Regions from separate parts of the Mus musculus genome. Here region 2 is linked to region 1. Evidence: chromatin contacts called from public HiChIP or PLAC-seq data. All regions are on one chromosome and are shown on one strand. Each heading gives the region's core, a stretch centred on a gene start, on an enhancer-like site or on the middle of the called end of the contact. The rest is flanking DNA. Distances are from core to core; before and after follow the strand shown. Region 1 holds the start of Acaa1a (acetyl-Coenzyme A acyltransferase 1A). Region 2 overlaps Xylb (xylulokinase homolog (H. influenzae)).

Region 1 (3,759 bases), core at 927-3,426:
AGTCAGCCTGCTTCTCTGAGCCTTCCTCCTGCCTTCCCTTTCTAAGGCTCTAGAGAATGGAGCCAAACTGGGCATCTAGCAGGGCACAGAGCAATCGGAGCAGAGGATTGAATGTCAGAAGGGCTCAGGCACCCAGTTAGTGCTCAATGAGAATGGTGACCCCCATCTAGCAAGGTGTACCTCACTGTGGGCGGGGCGGGGGTGTTGTGCTGAGTGCCAGTGAGTGATGGAAGGGGTCCTCACTTGTCCGGTTGATCCTGACACAACTGAGATACCGCGAGAAAAGCAGATCTTGACTCTTGGTACAACTGAAGGTCTTTGCCTAGGCTCTTTCCATCTTTCCTCAGGGTTTTTGACCCCTCTCCCAATCCCTACGCTGACCTGCATACTGACAGAAAATTCGACTGTCACTCTCTTCCTCCCTAGCGCACCCCAGAAAAAAATGAACAAGATTAATATGCCAAGGCTAGCCTCGTTGATCCTTGGCACAAAGCCAGGAAGCACGTTTCCTCACCGATGCGCGACTTCAGCTCCTTCAGTATATCCTCACGGTCTAACAAGGCCAGCAGCTCTAGCAGCCTGCCGACAGACGCGCCAGAGCGCCCCTGCCAGGCATCCAACAAACTGCGAGTGGGGTCAGGGCGCGTTTCCAGCTCTCGGATCTCCAAGTACTCGAAGCCCATCTCCTCCGCCAGCAAGGTCCAGTCGGCCGCCACGGGCGTCCGAGGGTTCAAGAACAGCGATAGGCGGCGCCTCACTCCCACGTTAAGCGCGACCAAGGGTATGGAGAACATGAAGGAGTCCAGGGACCCGGATCCCACGCGGGGGTCTCCCGCAGACATGGCAGGCAACCCTGGGCCCCCGGTGCCGTCCAGTACGCTCGCCTGTGGAGTTTCCTACTTCCCTTAAGTCTCCTGCCAGCCCCTCCTTCTTTCGCTTTCCGAGAAGCTCCGCCCTTTGCTAGAATCTAGACTACGGGGCCAGAACTACCCAGCCTAAAAGTCAACCCACTTGTGCTTCTAACGTTTGCTCACCTCCCCTCGAAGGTGTGAGAATTTATATAAACCGCCTCTGGCATCTGCCTTGGCCCACCGATCAAGGTGGATGGACTAGGCGATCTGGTAGTGGTTATTATGCATGGTTAGCTCAATCAGCCTTGTTTAGGACTTGAAGGAGTTACAGCCCTTCTGTACAGTAATTTATATTCTGGTAGTAGGGAGGGAAGAGACAGACTGGCTTCGGAAGTAGTAACCCGAAGGCTCAGTCTACCTTTAGCTATCTGATGTCACTTGTGACTCTGCTTTTTAAAGGGGAAAGCCCACGACCTTGCCCATAAATTGGCATTTAGGGTATCTTGTCCTTTGTTTTCTGAGACAAACAGCACTACCTTCCCGGGGTCTGCAAAAAACACGCGGAACCTACCACCTTACTCTTTAACGTTGGGTCTAGACCCAAGGAAGATTTTTTCGTTAATTCACTTGGTTAATCTATTTAGGTGTCAATCTCCAATACTGGGTCTCCCTCCACCCTCCACCCCCATCCCCGGGTTTAGTAGAATTCCTAGGGGAATGTGGGCACTAATGGCACTATCCCAAACAAACGTAGATCAACAGGCTTAAGACGAGTGGGGCACGTTACAGTTAGAACCTGCCTGCCGTTCAGCACCTTAATCGGTTCTTCACACCAGCCCGGAACCCAAAATTACTTTGTTTTCTGAGAGAGCTTCTGTGACAGCCAACCCGGTTGGGGCTTAACTAGGTGCCTCAACATTTTCTAGGTCCTCAGTTCTCGGTTTTGGGACCCGGGGCTGAGCACAGCAAATTTTGATGGGAGACAAGGGTCTTCTCGGGCTAGCTCAGCAGAGAAGCCATGGGCCGGGCTCCGCCTTCTACGCGGCTGCGCGCTGAGCTCAAGGGGAGGGACTCCCTTGAGGCTGAGTTCATCCTAGGAAACCAGAAGTTTGGGAAACCTCCTTCCCCAATGTCTACAAAAGGTTGTGCAAACTTGGAAGTTTCCAGTCTGCCTTTCAAGGAGGATTAAGAGTGCGCATTACGATTGGCTTCCGTAGGATTGGCGGGCGGGGCTTTGAGTGGAGAGAAAGCGTCTTAGGACGGGCGTTGGGCGGGACTCTGGGGCAAGGGGTGAGTGGGCGGCCCTCAATCAGACTCCCCTTAATCTAATTGGTTGTACCTAGGAGTGGGCAGGCCCTCTAAAGACCCCATCCTACCTCTCGCAGTATCATTCTACCGGGGTTGTGATCCCCTTTCAGGCCTTGCGACGTAGAAGGCTGTCCTGCGCCTGCGCCCGCGCCTGCGCCTGCGCCTGCGCCTGCCATCATTCCTGTTCCTAAAGCTCTGCACCCAGAACCTAAACGAGTAGGTAGGACCCACCTCCGCGATGCATCGGCTGCAGGTAGTGCTGGGCCACCTGGCCGGCCGGCCCGAGTCGAGCTCCGCGCTGCAAGCTGCGCCCTGCTCCGCTAGGTTCCCGCAGGCCTCGGCCTCCGACGTGGTGGTGGTGCACGGACGGCGCACCCCCATCGGCCGCGCCAGCCGTGGAGGCTTCAAGGTGAGGCCCCTCGGGCGGGCGAGGGGAGCAGAAGGCGGCCAGCGCGGATGGAATTCTGCCGTCGGGGGTCCGGTGACCGCAGAGTCCCCGGGCGGGGATGCGGGAGCTGGGCTCACCGCTGCTGCGCCTCGCCCTGCAGAACACCACCCCCGACGAGCTTCTGTCGGCCGTGTTGACCGCGGTTCTCCAGGACGTGAGGCTAAAGCCTGAGCAGCTGGGAGACATCTCCGTGGGTGAGCTCCCCTGCGGGTCCTGCACCGGCCCTCCCCCGCCCTCCTCCCGAAGCTTCACTTTCTCTCCGAGAACCTGGGTTTCACTGAGCAAGACTACAGACTCCACCGATTTAAGTGGGATGGTTGAAGGACCCTTTTACAGGGTTCGCCTAAGATCATCGGAAAACACAAATATCTACATTACGATACTTAACAGTAGCGGAATTACAGTTCTGATGTAGCAATGAAAAATAACTTTATGGCTGGGGGTCACCACAGAAGCCTAGATGTTCCTGGAGACTGCAGGAGGTGAGAAAACGCAGTTCTCTACCTACATGGTGTCCTGGGTTACAGGTGCAGATGGATTCACCCCCACCCTGTCCTAACCCCTGCTTTACCTGAACTAGAACATAGAGTAGGACACGGTCTTGTCCCGAGGTGCCAGCCTGTTCCTCGTCCCTGCAGCAACGCAGGGCTTGGCGGAGGACACTTGGGGAGGTGAGCAGTTGCAGACTCCCTTTGCCCATGGCTCTGCACAGTGTCTCTTACTCTAGAGTCTCTCCTGTTACCAGGCAAGCCCTTGCCCCCAAGCCTGTGATTTAGAGGAGCATGCTCTGGCCCTCCATCACTGGACAGGTGGATGACAAGCTGTTGGGTAGCTGTCTCCCTATTTTCCACACACTGAACTTTTATAGTTTCACATGAGCCTGGGAAAACCCTAAAGTGATCCGGAAGAAAGATCTGGAATGTCTCTTCTCTGGGACTCCCAGCTGAACCCTAGTATGCAGGACACTACTTGGTACTGAATACGTTTTCTATCTACAGGCAATGTTCTTGAGCCAGGAGCCGGGGCTGTCATGGCACGCATCGCCCAATTTCTGAGGTAACTCTTTTCCCTCTGGTAGGGATTAACCAGTCTGTAGGTGACAGGTTATCAGATTGGATACTCGATACCAAGTCAGCCAGAATCCTTGGACCC
Region 2 (3,508 bases), core at 1,005-3,504, 41 kb after region 1:
TTCCTCAATGGCTTTTCTATATCTACCAGGGGAGCCATTTGGGAAACCATTACTTCGATGATTCGGAATTAGGCTCTAGAAAGTCCGTGATGGTGACCACAAGAGACTGACTCTGGGTAGCTGACTTTTAACTCACGTGGTATGAGGAGAGTCAAGAAAAAAAGGAGGGTCAGCAGTTATCACTTACAGTATGAGGGTCAAAGTGACTGGATGAAGGCAGGGTGGGGTGCGGAGTGCATCACTGGCAGAGGACACTTGTAGGCAAGCCCCAGGCACCTCACCCTCTGCTCTGCTCTCCTCAGGTCAGCCTGGGCACCAGCGACACCCTGTTTCTCTGGCTCCAGAAGCCCATGCCTGCCTTGGAAGGCCACATCTTCTGCAACCCAGTGGATCCGCAGCATTACATGGCGCTTCTATGGTAATCCTGGAATTTCTGGGCTGGGGAAAGAAAGTGCACACAGACCAGGCACAACCAGACACCCCCAAGCTCTTCCTACGAAATTGCCTCGTGGGCAGCTAAGGCCACAGGACACATGAGTTTTTGCTTGACAGCAGAACCATCTGGGGAAGAGCCAAAGACCTATAGGCCCCCAAGCTTAGGTGCAAACTCCACCTCCAATGCTGTCCTGGATGGCACTGGTTTTGTAAGTAAGGCGTGTGCTTCGTGGCGCTCTGACCTACATGTTTAAATTGACCCTCAGCAAATGATCTGGGGACAGCTTGCTTCCGAGAGTTCTTACAGCAGCTGCATGCTCCATGTCCTGGTCACAGGCCTTTGGTACCTGTTGGAAGCAACTTGGCTCAGAAGGCTTTTGAGCTGTAAGCATCTAGAACTACTGGAGAATATTCAGGTCTAGTTGGGCTAGTACCCAGCGCTATTGAAGAGCAGAAGCAAGGTATAGAGAGCCCTGTGTGGGTCCCTCTGTGCAGTGGCCAGCATAAACATATCCCAAGATAAGCGTGAGTCTAGTACCTTCCAGGATGTCCATGAAACCAAAGGAGACACTAAAATACTTGAGATTTGGGCTGCCTGTTATGCCCCTCCCATGGGTTGTGGTCTAGCCTGACCTGGAGACCTTCTGCCTGGGACTCTTTCAACAACCCTGTGTCCAGTCTGGGAGAAAATCCTTGCCTAGCATGGGGGGGGGGGGGCACCTGGATTCCAACCTAACATCACCAAACCTGGGAGCCCAGGGCTCATACTGTGTCTGTTTCTGCAGCTTTAAAAACGGCTCCCTCATGAGAGAGAAGATCCGAGATGAGTCGGCCTCCTGTTCCTGGAACAAGTTCTCTAAGGCCCTGAAGTCCACGGCGATGGGGAACAACGGAAACTTGGGTAGGCTGGGCCTGTGGACAGGGCAGCAAGGCTCGGAGCACCATGAGTTGGGGTGTGTAGAAGCTGGGAGGGGTGCTTTCTGTCTCCACATGTGTTCTCATGAGCTGGTGTGGGTCCCCAGGTTCTGAGGGTGCACTCACGTGGTTACCCTTGGCTGCTGCTCCCTAAACCTCCAGTGAAAGGTCAGACTCGAGTTATATCTTCGTCCCCTTGAATATCCCTGGAGATGGCATCAGAGGTGGTTTGCCACAGGATCTCCCGTGGCCCGCTCCTTCTCAGTATGCAGGTGTCTGCCCCAGACAGAAGGCAGCAGCAGGCTATGTCCTGAGGAAGGAAGGGACATGTCTCTCCTAGCATCCCTCACCTGGTGCTCAGGGTTAGTGAGACAGCTGTTCTTCAGCTGAGCTGCCAAGTGGAATAAGAGAGGTTGCCTCAGAACAGCCCGGGCCTTTCCAGTCCCCTCTGTCCCGTGAGAGAAAGGTCGCAGGATATCACAGGGCTCCTCTGGGGGGCGGGAGGAGACTGAGGCACAGATGACATAACTTTTGCTTCATCTTTTTGGAAGTTTTTTGAGAAACTGTATTTTTTTGGCTCTGAGGTGGCGACAGCTATAATCCCTTTCTGCTTTTGCTTCAGGTTTTTATTTCGATGTAATGGAGATCACCCCTGAAATTATTGGGCGTCATAGGTTTAATGCGGAAAACATGGAGGTACTTGTGTCTTTTTCGTGTGTGTGTGTGTGTGTGTGTGTGTGTGTGTGTGTGTTTACATGTGTGTTGCCGGTGTGCGTGGAGTCTTCCTGGGCTGTTCTTTGGCCGTATTCATTGGGACAGGTTCTCTCAGTCAAAGCCAGAGCTTCCTCAGGGGATTCTCCAGCTCCACCGTAGGAGGCTCCAGACTCAGGTCCTCTTGCTACCCGGAAAGCACTCTAACCAGCAGCTGACTTCCCAGCCTCAGGCACGTACGCTGCAGGCTTTAGAGCTGCATGCATTGACTCTGGCGTTGAGCCCTGTGTAACAAGCTTTTAGGGGTGCATCGCCTGCTCATCTACAGGTGTGCTCGGGTGCATTCTAGAGTTGGGGTCTCAGGAGGGGCTTAGACAGGTCCTGCCCCTCCCCCAAGGAAGAATGCAAGCAACCACAGTGCTCTGTAAGCTCCTGACAGTTCCCGACTGCTGTTTGTTGCAGGACGTTTCCTTGGTAACCGGATCTTCCACTGCACTGCAGCTCTTGGGTCCTGAAGGCAGGAATTTCTTCCTAGTGGAAAAGGCCCTTTAGAGAGACAGTGACATTTGCTTGAGGAGCCCTGGGTTCCAGGCATCATGCTTGTGATTTCACTTTCAACTCTGTGATGTAGGCACTGATAGCCCTTTTTACAGATGTGAAAGTGGAGGCTTAGCCTTCATGGCCTGCCCAAAGTCACAAGCACATAGGTGGTGGAGGAGGCTCGAACCCAGACCTTCTTGGCTAGAAGCTGTGTTTCTCTCATTTCCGTGTGACCCTTTTACACACATATGCACAAACATAGACTTGGACACTCAGTCCCTCACACTATACCTATTTTACACACACACACACACACACACACACACACACACACACACACACATGGACACCCAGAGTCCCTCACACTGTACCTATTTTACACACATGCACACATGTGCACACACACATACACACACACAGAGTCCCTCACGCTGTGCCTATTTTCTGGGGACAGGTTTCAGCATTCCCTGGGGATGTGGAGATCCGAGCACTGATTGAAGGACAATTCATGGCCAAGAGGATTCATGCAGAAGGCCTAGGCTACAGAGTCAGTAAGTAAGGGACCAGCTGGACATGTCCTGGGGTCATGTGGGGCTTCCGGGGAGGTGGGGGTGGGGCTCAGAGAGTGTCTATTCAGGTCTTACATTATAAGATGCTGTAGTGAGATGGTGGGTGGACTTGGTTCTGGGTGGGGTGAGAAAGCAACTGAGGTGCCTTAGAGAGCAGGTATAGATGTAGAGGCAGGGCGATCTGCTTCTCAGTTCTGTCACTGTTAAACTGATCGCTAGGTCATGGACTGTAGACATTAGGAGAGGTCTTCTTGTGCCCACAGCTGTGTGCTAGCTACAGATAAACATCCTAAAACTTAGTTTTTTGAGACAGGGTTTCTCAATATAGCCCTGGGTGT

Evidence for each region. HiChIP or PLAC-seq counts read pairs in DNA pulled down with a chosen protein or histone mark.
Region 2: a contact with region 1 is called in an H3K27ac HiChIP or PLAC-seq map of trophoblast stem cells, with 22 read pairs. The contact joins the enhancer-like site here to the promoter of Acaa1a in region 1. A contact is called at or near these places in 3 of 39 promoter capture datasets (the 3T3-L1 cell line, macrophages and neural stem cells), 9 of 484 Hi-C or Micro-C datasets (the Ba/F3 cell line, bone marrow-derived DN3 thymocytes, embryonic fibroblasts and 5 more), 6 of 115 datasets of contacts at active chromatin or transcription factors (the SCID.adh cell line, bone marrow-derived macrophages, embryonic stem cells and 2 more) and 3 of 9 other capture datasets (adipose tissue, liver and pancreatic islet).

The regions. Positions count from the first base shown.
Region 1 is chr9:119,339,118-119,342,876 of GRCm38.p6, forward strand. It overlaps Acaa1a (acetyl-Coenzyme A acyltransferase 1A), which reads left to right and starts at 2,177. Exons shown (of 12, transcript NM_130864.3): 1 at 2,177-2,568; 2 at 2,708-2,801; 3 at 3,606-3,663. The coding sequence starts at 2,398. It overlaps Myd88 (myeloid differentiation primary response gene 88), which reads right to left and starts at 901. Exons shown (of 6, transcript NM_010851.3): 1 at 515-901. The coding sequence starts at 842.
Region 2 is chr9:119,380,282-119,383,789 of GRCm38.p6, forward strand. Xylb (xylulokinase homolog (H. influenzae)) reads left to right here. Exons shown (of 19, transcript NM_001033209.3): 12 at 303-418; 13 at 1,221-1,336; 14 at 1,973-2,046; 15 at 3,056-3,152. Among named protein-coding and RNA genes, the nearest start is that of Acvr2b, 20 kb to the right of the region's middle. Within about 2 kb of position 2,255, at least 10 of the 459 cell types and tissues checked have an H3K27ac peak or open chromatin away from gene starts, as enhancers often do. A contact at or near this core is called in trophoblast stem cells, where this site is marked.